Regions from separate parts of the Mus musculus genome. Here region 2 is linked to region 1. Evidence: chromatin contacts called from public HiChIP or PLAC-seq data. All regions are on one chromosome and are shown on one strand. Each heading gives the region's core, a stretch centred on a gene start, on an enhancer-like site or on the middle of the called end of the contact. The rest is flanking DNA. Distances are from core to core; before and after follow the strand shown.

Region 1 (7,156 bases), core at 2,437-4,936:
TCTGACTCCCTAAAATTGTCGTCTGCCCTCTTCACATAGCACGTATACACACACACACACACACACACACACACACACACACACACCATACATGTACACATACACACCAGCCATCAATAATAATAGATAACATTTTTTTTTCAAAGAAAAAGAAACCACTTTTTCAACTCATTGGAGTTGGACTGGCTTTGTGATTTGCTTTGATCAACAGAATCCAGCAGAAGCATTGGTGAGCACGTACAGGACCAAGCCTTAGAAGCCTTGCAAACGTTGCATTCGCCTCTTAACCTACGACTCTGGGGACTGCTAGCTTGGTTTAGGCACAGAGAACACAGATCATCTATTATAACCAGGGAGTTCTGAGCCTACTTGGACATTGGTCACTAGACATGTGAAGAATTCAGTCATCCAGCTCCAATTCAAGCTGTTGGATGACACAATCATATAAATGACCCCAGGAAGCCCCAGCAAATGAATTGCCTCTTTGAGCTCAGCACAAATTGTTAACATGAGGAACTTCAAGCAAATAAAATTGTTATTGTTTTAAGTCACTTAGTGGCAGGGCAGATGGTAATGTTTGCTGCACAGAAAAATTGTCTCGTTTAAATAAAGTGACAACTTTGTCTTTGTTTCATACCTTTATTATTTTCTTGCTTTATCAGTACAATATTAAATATCGACATGGTTGTAAGCATCACTATTTAATTCTTTATTTTTTTAAAAGGGTTATTTCTAATGTACAACTGTTAATAATGTGCACTGTGGGTTTTGTAGATGTTATCAGAACTTAAAAGTTTCCTTTTCCTTTCTTTCTTTTCTACTTTACTAAAAATTTTTTTTTAAATAACTTTAAAAAATTTTTATTTTAGGGCTGGTGAGATGGCTCAGTGGGTAAGAGCACCCGACTGCTCTTCCGAAGGTCAGGAGTTCAAATCCCAGCAACCACATGGTGGCTCACAACCATCTGATCTGACTCCCTCTTCTGGAGTGTCTGAGGACAGCTACAGTGTACTTACATATAATAAATAAATTTAAAAAAAAAAATTTTTTTTATTTTATGTGCATTGATGTGAGGATGTCAGGTCCCTCAGAACTGGAGTTACAGTTATGGACTGCCACGTGTGTGCTCGGAATTGAATTCTGGTCCTTTGGAAGAATAAACAGTGCTCTTAACTACAAAGCCGTCTCTTTAGCACTACTAAAAACTTTTAGTCAAATATAAACATTATATGTTACAAATATTTGCTTTGTGATGTGTTGAGATGATTTGTCTCTTTAATCTGTAAATGTGGCCAAAAATTTATAACAGGGGATGGGAATTCTGGTCTCCTGGAGTTCTGCTAAGAGCAAGTTGTTGTTAAAGCCTGAGCCTGGCGCTGAATTACTCTTAGGCTTCCTGTTCTGGGGCAATCGCTCACACCCACACATGGTTTTGTTATTGTCCACGTTGAGTGGATGTCAGTGCCATGTCTTTGAACTTCCAGAACTGATCATCAGATAAACCCCTTCTCTTTTTAAGGCTCACCGGCTTCAGGTGCTTCATTTCAGTGATAACAAAATGGATCAGTAAGAAAGGCATCTTAGTAAAGTCGGGAGTAGCTGATACTGACTCAGGCAAGCAAGAAGTAAGGCTATACTCCTGCTTACACAATCTTTCTGCTTACATTTTTCTAAATGTTCTTTTTATTTTAATATTAATTGATTGATTGATTGATTGATTGATTTTTGGTTTTTTGAGACAGGGTTTCTCTGTGTAGACATGAGGAGTTCATTTGGAGTGTCACACCAACGCCAGTAGGATCCGTGTGACAAGTTTTATAGACTGAGGTAAAAACTTTAAAAGAAGGAGGCCTCCTGGAACTGGTTGTGGAACTTTTGGCAGGCATAAAATATTGAGCCGTAGTTCTCTTGGCAGCTTTCTTGTTTTATCTTTTTTATTTCTTTTCTTATTTATGAGATGTTCTTGATAGCCTAGGCTAAGATCTTAAGTGAGACTATTGGGTAAGAAACCATCCCTTGAGATGGAGTCACTAACATGACCTTATCTCTGGGAAAGCCAGTGCTTTACTTTATAAATCATGTGTGATAGTATTTATTAATAAATAAAAACTTTCTCCACAATAAAATTTTATATGGCTACACATGTGTTATGGGAAGTAGCCTTTGATATATTGTTTAAGAAGGCCTTAAATTAAAAAATTAAAATAGTTTAAATTTATGTTTTAGAGATTTATTTAAAAAAATCAGGTATTAGATGTTAAATAGTAACTGATCATAAAAATTTATTAACTTGTCCTTAGAAAATTGTCACTAGCCTTAGATGATTTTTGTATTTTACTGTGCCAAATGCTTATAATAATATCCATTCTACCTGACTGCTTTATTAAACACACCTTTTTAGAAGTTGTAATATTTAGATGATTTTGTATTTTACTGTGTTAAATGATTATAACAATATCTGTTTTATTTGACTGTTTCACTAAACACATCTTCTCAGAGTTGTAACACTTGTTTCTTTATACATAAAAACCCTTGTTTGAGAACTGAAAAATACACTCAGATTCAAACTGCCTCTCTGTTTGTTTGTTTGTGACCGCCAAATCCTTACCCACCTAACCTCGAAGACCCTCGTCCCAGAGACTCCCATAGCCAACTAGGGTGGTCCGTGACAATGGAGCATTTGCTATCCATCCTGAGTGTAAGATATTCTGCTTTTGCAGCTGATCTGCCTAACTTAGTCCTTTTAAGGCTGGCCTCAATACTGACACAGCAGGAGGTGAGGTAAAGGCAGGGAATTATGCTTCTTAAGTTGAAGGGAAAAAAGGGGAGGGGGACTTATCTCTGCCCTTTGTTCTCTGTACTTGTAAGATTCTCTGAGCACAGGGTCCCCAATGGAGGAGCTAGAGAAAGGACCCAAGGAGCAGAAGGAGATTGCAGCCAGCCCCATAGAAGGAACAACAATATGAACCAACCAGTACTCCCAGGGCTCCCAGGGACTAAACCACCAACCAAAGAGTACACATGGAGGGACTCATGACTCCAGCTGCATATGTAGCAGAGGATGGCCTAGTCTGTCATCAGTGGGAGGAGAGGCCCTAGGTCCTGGGAAGGCTCGATGTCCCAGTGTAGGGGAATGCCAGGGCCAAGAAGCAGGAGTGGGTGGGTTGGTGAGCAGGGGGAGTGGGGAGGGGATAGGGGGTTTTCCGAGGGGAAAACAGGAAAGGAGATAACATTTGAAATGTAAATAAAGAAAATATCTAATTAATTAAAAAAAATATTCTCAGAGCTTGTGTTCACATGGTAAAAAAAAAAACACCTCACTGCATATAAATTCAGTCATACATTGAAAAAGAGGTTATAACAGAGAATGCCTACATGCATATATATTAGGAGCAATTATCTGGCTTAACTTTCACCATTTGTTACTAGTTTACAGGGTCATGGAAAGTTTAAGATCGTAACTAAGCTGTCATTAAAGTTTTGACAAACTTAGTTAATATCTTCTCTCCTGTGTTTGCGCCTTGGATCCTGTAGTGTATACCTTCTTTATGACCTTCAGTTAATGGTTTCTGTAACTCCTTGGAATGTGCCCTAAGTTTTAGAAGTCTGCCATTATCTCAGAAGCATTTAAGCAGTCATGTTATAAAAGGAACTGAAATGTCTCTGTGGCTGTTGCCATTTGGAAGCAATAGTCACTCTTGCATGCTAGATGTTTCTGCAGAATAACCACTCTTTGTCTTTGCATGCTATCTGAGTGTGGGATCTTTCTTCAGCGATTTTCAGACCCTTACAGACATTCTCTTCATTTTTGTAGTACTCTTATTTGCAGTATGGGTTATTGAACCTAGGGCCTTGCATTGCTAGACAGGGGATATCACTGAAATATCTTGATTCCTTTTCTCACCATTTGTAATTTATTTTGAGACAAAGTCTTGCTCAATTGTCCAGACTGGTTTGGCATTCACAATGTCCAGACAGACCTTGACTTTTTGACCCTCCTTAACATATGAGTAGCCTGGATTATGGGTGTGTGCCATCACCACGCCCAGACTATAGTGCATTTGTTTTATATAAATAGTAACTCAGCTTCGTTTGCTTAGCATTTGCTTTATCTTTACCAGTAACTTTACTTTCAACTTTTTCAAACCATTGTTTTCAATATATTTCAATTCAATGGCAAATGTAAGAATTTTTTAAAATGCAATCTGACATATCTCTGTATTTTCACTGGATAATTTAGATTATTTATAAGTTAGCTTTTTTCCTATTATTATTTTTTCTGCTTTGTATTGTCTACATTTTCTTACCCTCTTTTTCTCTTTTCTTGGAAGTTGAAGAATGGATTGGATTTATATCTGTATCCTTAATATGCATCCTTCTTTATTGGTGAATTAAATATATGTAATATATAAAAATATAGTATATAACATATGGATTGTATTATAATCATAGTAGGTATACTATGTGGATATATGTACTAAAAGTATAAACCTATATATAAAAGTATAAACTGATATATGCCATGCAGTTCAAGTTGGCTTGAAATTCCTTATAGAGCCAATTTTCACCTTGGACTTTTGAGCTTTAGTTGCTACTCATACCTTCTCCATGAATATTTATTAAAATCTGAAGTTATTACCTTAACCACTTCCTCTTCCCCAAAGCATTCAAATATCTTGAAATAGTTCAATTCTGACAAATCCTCCCAACTCAAGTCCTATTATTTGCCTGTTTGAGGACTGCAGATCAGACACTATCATTTTCAAAGGCCTTATTCAGATCTACTTATCATTTATTTGCCTTTCCTTGATTCTTGAACCTTTACTTTGGAATAATTTTCTGTCATGTATTTCTGTGAAAAGTTCCTTTGATGTTCATGGGAACCCCCAGGTTTTGTTTTATTTGATGATTTTTTTTTTAATTCTCATATAGGAAAGTCTGTTTTTACTAGGCAACATACTCTTAGTTTGCAGTCGTTTTTGTTGCTCTCTTGAAAGCAATTGCTCTACCAACACAGGATGTTCACTATTACTGTCTTCTAAAGGTAGAAGGTTTCTCTCTCTCCTCTCTCTCTCTCTCTCTTCCTCTCTCTCTCCCTCCCTCTCTCTCTCTCTCCTTCTCTCCTTTTAAGATTTTTCACTTTGTCTTTGGCCTACTGAATTTTTACTACCATTTATGCATATTTATTGCTTGTTAATTATTTCATGTATTTACAAGTTTTAGAAACATCTAGGGTTGAAGAAATGGCCTAGTGTTTAAGAACACTGGCTGTTCTTCCAGAGGACCTGAGTTTGATTTCTAGCACCCACATGGTAGCTCATGTCTGTAGCTTCAATTCAGGGTATCCCATTTCCTCTTCCGGCCTCTGAAGACACTGCATGCATGAGTGTACAGATATATAAGCAGACAAAACATCCATACACATAAAATAAAAATAAAGGAAAAAAATTTAAAGGAAAAAATGATCTATTATCTTCTAAAATAATGGCTTTCCAGGTTGGATGTGCTAAGCCAAGCTTTTAATCTTAGCACTTGGGAGGCAGTAACAAGCAGATCTCTTTGAGTTTGAAACCAGCCTAATAGTCTACATAGAATGTTCCAGGGCAGCCAGGGCAGCATACTGAGACCCTATCTCTGAAGAGACACACACATAAAAAGCTTCCTGGGGCTGATGAGATGGCTCAGCAGTTAAGAGTGCATGCTACTAGCCGGGCGTGGTGGCGCACGCCTTTAATCCCAGCACTTGGGAGGCAGAGGCAGGCGGATTTCTGAGTTCGAGGCCAGCCTGGTCTACAGAGCGAGTTCCAGGACAGCCAGGACTACACAGAGAAACCCTGTCTCAAAAAAAAAAAAAAAAAGAGTGCATGCTACTATATTAGAGGACCCAGGTTGGGTTCCTAGACTCTTGTCAGGCAGCTCCGAGGGATGTGACACCTGTAATGGCTCTGGCCTGCAAGGGCACCTGCACTTATGTGCACCACACAATACATACAAGGAAAAATAAGATAAATCTTTTTTTTTTAAAGATTTACTTATTTATTATATGTAAGTACACTGTAGCTGTCTTTATACACACCAGAAGAGGGCGTCAGATCTCATTATGAATGATTGTAAGCCACCATGTGGTTGCTGGGATTTGAACTCAGAAGAAGAGCAGTCGGTGCTCTTAACCACTGAGCCATCTCTCCAGCCCCAAGAAAAATCTTAAAAAGAATAATAGCTTCCCTCCCATTCTCTTTATGGAGGTCTGAATAAAATGTGCTTCATTTTCATTCTACATGACATACCGTTTAATCTCCTCACATTTACATCTCCTCATTTCTTTTGGTTTGAATAGTGTCAGAGCTATATTCAAATTAGCTCTGAATAGATTAAATAAATCTGAATAGATAATGTGCATTTTAATGCTTTGGACTACTTTTTGCTGTTTTGTGCTTTTTTGAGACATGGTCTCATATTACCCATACTGACCTTGAACTCCTGATGCTCCTGCTTTCATCACCAAAGGGATAGGATCACAGGTGTGAGCCCCCACACCCACTTAACAGTTTAATTAATTTTGTATATATTACATTATTTAGTGCGCGTGCGCGTGCACGTGTGTGACACAGCATTCATGTGGAAGTCAGAAGGCTACCGGTAGGAGTCAGTTCCACCAGGTAAGTTCTGGGGATCAAGCTCAGGGTGTAAGCTCCAATGTCAAGTGACTTGACCTGCTGAGCCATCTCCCTAGTCCCATTTTAATGAAAGTTTACCTTGTTCCTTTTCTAATTTGATCACTGTTACAACCTTTGTGGTCTTGCTGTCTTCTGTTCTCTTCAACATTCCATCATTATCTCATATTTGATAATTCCAGCATCTTAAGGCTTTGAAGGGTTGAATCTATTGCATCTTAAATTGATGCTCAGTTCTGGTGATTGTTTTCTTGCCTATTTATTAACCTTTTTTTTTTTGTTGCTGTTTCTGTTATTTCTCCCCAATGCCTGAGACGGGGCTTTACTGTGCAGCCTAGGCTGGTTTTAATCATGTGACCCACCCTCACCAACATTCCAGTTGCTGAGATCACAGATATCGCCATATCTGTTCATTTGTTTTTGACTGATTTTAATAACAGAAAATTTGGAATCCTTTTCTTCACAGAAGATTAGCAGTTTCA
Region 2 (7,156 bases), core at 1,365-3,864, 140 kb after region 1:
ACATTTTCATATAAGTAACTTATAGTTCTTACATCTGCCTCATACTGCAGGTGTTACTGTCCATGTTTTGTAGCTATGGAAACTGAGAATAAGAATCGATCCTGACTCTAAGTAGTGTTTTGTACTTTTAGTGTCCATCTCTCAATGAAAAAATCCTAGTATTATATTTCTTCCAATATCCTGACTTCCTGCCCATTGGGTCACATCTCCTGAGACAAAGTTCTTCTATTGTCTGCTTTATAAGACAGAAATGGAAGAAGGGAAATGCATTTTTAAGGTAATGCTTATGTGTGTGTGTGTGTGTGCTGATATTTTATGTTCTTCAGCCTAGTAACTTCTTTTGGCATTTGGTCGCTAATATTCAGGAGCATTCAAGGCCTTTTATCCCATCCATAAAACCAAGGAAGACACTCATTGCTAAACAGAAAGCCTAGAAAGTCGCATGGGTGATCAGTGAAACTCAGAAGCAGCTGAAACTGATACTTGGTGGCTAAAATGGCTAATACCATTGAGTGTCTTCATCCCACGTGCCTAATACTGAACCAAGTAATTAGAGGGCTGCCGGTCAGGAGTTAGGATCTTCTCCTTTGGTGGCTGACTGAGTGGCTCCTCCCTTCCTCATTTCTTCAAACACCGGTCACATCTCACAGGGTTTGAGAACATGCTGTGTGGGGGTGTCAGATACAACAGGAAGATGAGACAGGAGTGGAGAGGTGCTGTTAGTGGGGAGAAGGATTACCTGGGTTGTAATATCCCTCTGTGTCAGTCTCAAGCAGCAGGAAGCAGAGAGCATCCAGGTCACCTACAGGAGCAAGTGATAGACATGCCCCATGTGCCATCCTAATGCCTGGACAGGGAGTCATGGCTCGAATCCATAGGCAGCAAAGACTGTTTGAGCTCTGCTCCTTAGTACTTGTTGGCACATAATGGGGCATACATACTCTTACAGCCTCAGAGCACTTAGAGTAAGAGCTTATGAGCACCGTACAGTTCCAGCACTCAGCAGATGCAACTATGGAAGATACCAGCACACCTCTAGAAAAGCATGTGAAACAAACAGTGTGACTATCTTTCAAGTGGAGAGACAGCTGTCTTCCACTGCTGAAGTCTAGCTAGCACCACAGAAGCGCTGGCAATAGTCTCTCCATTCTTCCACTGATGTCTACTTACTGAATAACCTCGCATGGCTGCAGCTTCCTTGGTTCATTTGTATGGCAACCAGATCCTTCTCTTAGTCCTCTAGAAATCAGTAGCTGCCATTCTGAGGATGCCAGCTCACTCTGTGTGTCTTCTGTTTAATCAGGAGTGTTTGCCACCTGGGTTTGAAGTGCCCAGGGCAGATGAGAGCTTAAAGTCATGTTACCTATTTTGATACCCATGTATGCCCCACTTCACTAAATGGTAAAAAAGGGATGTGGAGTTTATTTATTTAGTGTGTGTATGTATGTCTATTTTATTTGGTACATTTGCCTGTGTATGCACATATGATGGCCAGAATAGGACCCTGAGTGTCTTCTGTCATTCTCCATTATTGTCTTACAACAGGGTTTCTTACTGAATAACAGACACTCGGTTTGGGGGGCTGGCTGGCTGGCCAGTGAGGCTTTCAAGCTCTACTTGTCTTCCTCTCCTAGTGCTGAGGTCAGTGGCCTGGGCAGCCATGCCTGCTTTTTTATGTGCATGCTGGAGATTCAAACTCCGGTTCTCATGCTTGCACAGGAAGTGCTCTTACTGAGCCATCTCCCTAGACCCTGTACTTAGGGATTTCACTGAATTGTACTACATGATACTCTTGGTTTCCAGCATTTTACACGACATGGCATTTGTGCCTCCTGCCTATTGCCTTCTCCTTCCTCTAATCCTTTACCCCTGCCCTTGACTTGTTGCCTTTATTTCTGGCACTAGACCCATACTCCCAACTGCTGGTATTATCCAAGGGTTTTATAACTCTGCTTACCCTTTTTCTGCTTGATACCAGGGCTGACAAGCCAAGCCCATTATCCTGAGTCCACTGTTTGGTGGAGTTGTTACTGCACCTCCTTGACCTTGCTCTGAATACTGGACACTCCTAAGAGTTAGGAGTGGGTGGGGTAAGGGCTAAACCCATTCCTATTTTATGTACTATTAAAAAGTTTACTTTTGAGGCGAATACTTTCCCTTTCCACCCTCAGTATTTTGCCCTTGGTTTCGTACACAAGAATCTCGTCGCAGCTTCTTTTTATAGGTGGAAATTTACTCTGAATCTTTAAGCTAGAGGCAGTCATTTTTATGAGCACGGAAGACCCTTGTAGCTCTTCACTGCCACCTGGCTGCGTGCCTGGAAAGTGGAGATTGGAGTATTGGCAACATAGTTAGTTACTGGCTAGTGGAGCTTTAGGAAAGCTCCAGCAGACTCAGTGAACTCAGATTCGTCTGAGCAAGCAGAACCAGAACCTGAGAGGTGGGTTTGGGGATCATTTTCCTCCCTGAGACACTTCCAGGGCTCCCAAAGAGAGCCCGCAGATCATGAGTCAGCGCGGTGGTCCCACTGCGTTCACTTACACAGAGCACCGGATTTGCTTTGTGTCAGGGCACAGAACTGCTCAAGACAGGTAGCACTGCAGGAAACCCAACGTCACACAGAGTTGATGACTTGTAGGACTGCTGTTTTCAGTTCCCCATCCCCTCGTGGGTAGTGAAATGGAAAAGCCCAGACAAGAAAGAGGAGCCCCAGGAAACTCAAGACTGCTGGTTTCTGACTAGGAGAGAAAGTTCGAGAAAACAGATGGCAGTACATAGAAAACAGTGGCTAGTGAGCACAGAGGGATAGCTAGGACTTGCACTCGGCGCGACCTAGAGGGCAGGCCGGTCATGTTCAAGGGGCGGAGGCTCTGGCCATGGGCCTGCCTGGGGCGGGCCAGTCGGCGGGGCATTTAAATCGCTGCCGCCGCTGGCCGGGACGCGCGCCGGCTCTGCACCCTCCATAGTCTCAGCTTCGAGTGCCGGCGCCTCAAGATGCGGTCCTCCCTGGCTCCTGGTGTCTGGTTCCTTCGCGCCTTCTCTAGGGACAGCTGGTGAGCAGGGCTGGGGAGGGAGGCTGCCAAGACGCGCAGAGACTTGCTCGGGCGGCGGATGTTTCTGCTTGTCCCTGGAGTGGGGGATGGGGTTCTAGTTCTATCTGGCAGGGCTCCTTCGGTGGCGCAGGCGTGGAAGTTTAGTAACACAGAACTATTAATTCCACATTAGCCCAGACTTCTGTCTAACCCCGGTGAAGAACAAACAGGGTGCCTAGGAGTCTTCATCCTTTTTGGTTTGCCACCCCGTATCTGCAAACACAAGCGCACAAGCGGGTACCTGTGGAGTGCCTCCAAGTCTTATCTGTGTATTTGGAGGATCCGGATTTGCCTTTGAGGAACCCAGGCCAAGAACTGGTAGAATATAAATGGAGCCAGAGAGCTTAAGGCCCCTATTGATTAGATTAGTTAACAAGCCAGAAATCACTGGTTCTATTAAGCCTGTCTGACCCTTCCAGTCTCAGGGATACCTAGCTAGGGCAAGATCTCTGGGATCAGAGCTGCAGCTGCTCCAACACTGGGTGGTCACCCTTAAAAGCATGAGCTGGCATTGACAGCAGCTGCTCCCAGGACCACAAGGTCACCCTTGTGCTGGGAGAAGAGGTTTTAGCCAATCTCCATTGAGCTTTTGGAGCAGTGTACTTGGTCTGCAAGAGGTGGGGAAGGAAGAGTGTTAAAACATTTTGTTAGTTACCGTCATTTATAAACTATAAAACTTAACAAAATAGCCAGTTGCTGGCTTCTAAAAAAAACAAAACAAAAACAAAACAGATGACACAGCAATCTCAAATCTAAATTCTCAAACTAAACTAAGGGTCAGATTGGGCAGATACTTAGTCATCAATTTGGCCTGGTTTTAAAATAAGTCATTTTGTTTCAAGGTCTCTCAGGCTAATAATCATCTAAAACATTCTTTAGATGGTTTATGTGGTCCTTTCTACATTTGGAACTATTAAACAGTTTTATGTTTTCAGAAAGAGAGAAAATGTCTCTCAAAAGGAGATGAACACGAGAGTGAGAGCGTGTACTGCCCTCATAATGAAGGAGCTAGAAGATGTCATAATTGGGTAGAAAGAGAATTCAAGGGGAGGGGAGAGTTGCCGTAAGGTGGATGTGGATGGTAGCGATGGGCGCACAGTACACTTGCTGTCCCTGACTTTAGCTGCCCTGACTTTACATTTAAAGGTGGTTGAGATGATAAGGTTTTGTGCTATGTATATTTTACCACAATTTTAAAAAGCATAATATAAATAAGCTCATTTATACATTAAGACTCTTGAAGCTGTCTCACTAGTGGACATATTTTATATGACTTATCAATTAGCTGCAACTTCAGAGACTAAAATTGCTCAATGTCAAGAAAAACTAAAATCAGGATAAATGACAGACTAGAGTCAGATAATCTGGAAAGTTTTCTCTCTGTAAAACATCCTTTTCTTTGTAGACTCCATTTCAGGTTTGTTTTTTTTTAATCTCTAAGAAAAAATTTTGATCACACAATAAAGTGGGTCTCCTTAGATCTAATCTCATGGTTTACTTATGTACAGCAAAAACATTAATTAACCAAATAGGTCATGATCAGTGCTCTTGGGAGTTTTCATAAGGAATCTTTTTAAGAAAAATTTAAGGTGTGTGTCCGTCCCCGTCCTTTGGCAGTGGTGGTGCATGTGTGTCTCTGTGAGGCCAGAAGTCAACCTCAGATGTCTGCCTTCAGCAGCCATCCATCTTAGTTTTTGAGACAGAGTTTCTTACTGGGACCCGGAACTTACCAGCGAGTTCCACGGAGCTTTAAGTAGCTCCAGCCTGTCTCTGCCTTCCCAGGCCTGGGGGCACAGATGCAGCCGCCACCTTGTCAGGCCTTAAGGTGGGCGCTGAGGATGATGCTCAGCTTGTGCAGCAAGTGCTCTGCCGACTGAGCTTGCCCCATTCTTTCTTTTTTTTTTTTTTTTTTTTTTTTTCTGTTATGGAAAAAGTGTTTATTTTGAAATTATTTTAATTGAGAAGTAGAAAACCTCATAGGAAGGAGGAAGAAACAAAACACCACACAGCATTCAGGCAACGCTTTACTTCATGCCCTTTCCCCCGCTCTGGCTCACTCGTCCCATGATGAGAAGGACTCAGCCACCCACAATAATGTTATTAATGGGTATATGGATCAGTTTCACGAAGAAGCCAATGAATCCCATGATAGCAAATCCTATAGCTGTAGCCATGGCAATCTTCTGGAATTCTTTTCTGTCGGGTTTGGTGCATCTTTTAACCAGCCGAATTGAGTCCTTTACAAACTGCCGGCTGGGCTCCACAAACTGCATTACCTGATCCATGTTTGTTGGATGGCGGATTGAGAGCGTAGAGACACGTAGCTCAGGAGAGAACCCTCCCCATTCTTTCATAAGTAGCCGTGCATTGTTTTTTTAAAAATAGATATTTTACTATTTACTGCCCTGAGATAAGATGCCAAGATTTACCAGATTTTACCTGCTATAGATTTGGGCAGATTCCTCTTTCTTTACACCCCCCCCCCCAAATATCATAAGGCTTTTAGATCTGAAAAACTGACTGACATCTTCTACCTGTAAGACAGGGAACTCAGAAAACCACTTTCCTTGGAGTGATCTATTAGTATTGACTCCATACAATGAACCTCAGTCTCTTCAAAGGGGCTGATATAGTTGATATTAAATAGACATCCTGGTCTACTACAACATCCAGGCAAGGCCCTGGTTACATAATCAGTTCTAAATAGGCTCTTGTTAAAAAAAAAAGAAGATATTCTTATTGAAAGTTTACAAGTAGCCATATCACCCTGGAAAACAAGAAGACTCACTGAAAGTTTCTGCATTCTGAGGAGTTCAGTTTAAACAAAACAAAACACAACACAATGCCTATTAAACTGTCATGGGTTATGGATCACCTAAGAGGAAAGAAAAAGGTCTTCCTTATACTGGCATCCTGAAAAGGGAGCACTGCAATAACATTTCAAGTATAAGTGACAGTCATTGGTAGTTCACTTATTCCTGTGTGATTAGTGCTGGTCCTGCACATCCTGGCTTCGCAATCTCTGGAACACAGTTTCTCAGGAAGAGCAGAAGAGTCTCCCTAACTGTCCACTACTGTGTACTTACAGTTGTCCAAGTGGGGCTGTCAGAAGAGTAAGTACTCAATTTATAGTGAACAAGCACATGTTCTAGAGAGGAAAAACTCTTAGATACAACATACAAAAAAAATCTCAGATGGGCTGAAGAGATGCCTCATTTATTAAGAGCACTGGCTGTTCTTCCAGAGGACCCAGGATCTGTTCCCAGCAACCACATAGCAGCTCACAGCCATCTGTCATCTAGTTCCAGGGGATTTGATACCCTCTAACCCAATGGGAGCTAAACATGCAAGTGGTGCACATACATGCAGGCAAACACTCAAACACATAAAATAAAAATAAATACATCCCTAAAGAAATTTGAAACTCACTCATATAATATGCAAAGACTATAAACAAAAGAGTAAGTTTGGGGTAGTTCCCTAAGCAGCTGATTTGTAGGGAAGGATCAGTGGTCTGGGAAGTTGCTGTATTTCAAGTTAAAGAAATAGAGTTGCAACCTATGTTAACATTTTGGCCGGTAGCTGAAATTATGGCAGACAACTCTGCATGTTGCCATGAGGTAAAGCAACATCAGGATCAGTGGAAACACGTGGCTAGGCCTGTAATTGTCTGACTCTCAGAAAGCTGAGGCAGGAGGATTGTGAATTCAAAGCCAACTTGGGCAAGTAGAGGGACCCTGTTTCAAAATAGAAAATAAAGAAAGGCTGATGTTGCAGTTTACTGGTAGAGCACTTGCCTAAAACACGCAGGACCCTAGTCTCAATCCCCAAATACCACAACACAACACCACCACCAACAACAACCAAACATGGACAGAGACCGCATTCCAAAATCTTTGTAATTTATCATACAGAAATTTCTGAACTATTACAAATGATGGCATTTTATCTATATGAGTTTAATGTGGAGAAAACTACTTTTATCTTCTGATTTCCCAGTGATGCTAATGTTAACTGATGAGCATTGGTTTATAAAGCCATCCTAGTTTCAGTACTGCCCTTTT

The links. HiChIP or PLAC-seq counts read pairs in DNA pulled down with a chosen protein or histone mark.
Region 2: a contact with region 1 is called in an H3K27ac HiChIP or PLAC-seq map of embryonic stem cells, with 8 read pairs. The contact joins the promoter of Slc37a2 here to the enhancer-like site in region 1. A contact is called at or near these places in 5 of 39 promoter capture datasets (Sertoli cells, cranial neural crest, embryonic stem cells and 1 more), 3 of 484 Hi-C or Micro-C datasets (Sertoli cells, embryonic stem cells and nephron progenitors), 1 of 115 datasets of contacts at active chromatin or transcription factors (embryonic stem cells) and 1 of 9 other capture datasets (adipose tissue).

Annotation. Positions count from the first base shown.
Region 1 is chr9:37,387,936-37,395,091 of GRCm38.p6, reverse strand. No RefSeq gene overlaps it. Among named protein-coding and RNA genes, the nearest start is that of Robo4, 10 kb to the left of the region's middle. Within about 2 kb of position 3,686, at least 7 of the 459 cell types and tissues checked have an H3K27ac peak or open chromatin away from gene starts, as enhancers often do. A contact at or near this core is called in embryonic stem cells, where this site is marked.
Region 2 is chr9:37,251,196-37,258,351 of GRCm38.p6, reverse strand. It overlaps Slc37a2 (solute carrier family 37 (glycerol-3-phosphate transporter), member 2), which reads left to right and starts at 2,614. Exons shown (of 19, transcript NM_001145960.1): 1 at 2,614-3,053. The coding sequence starts at 2,995. It also overlaps the pseudogene Gm10177.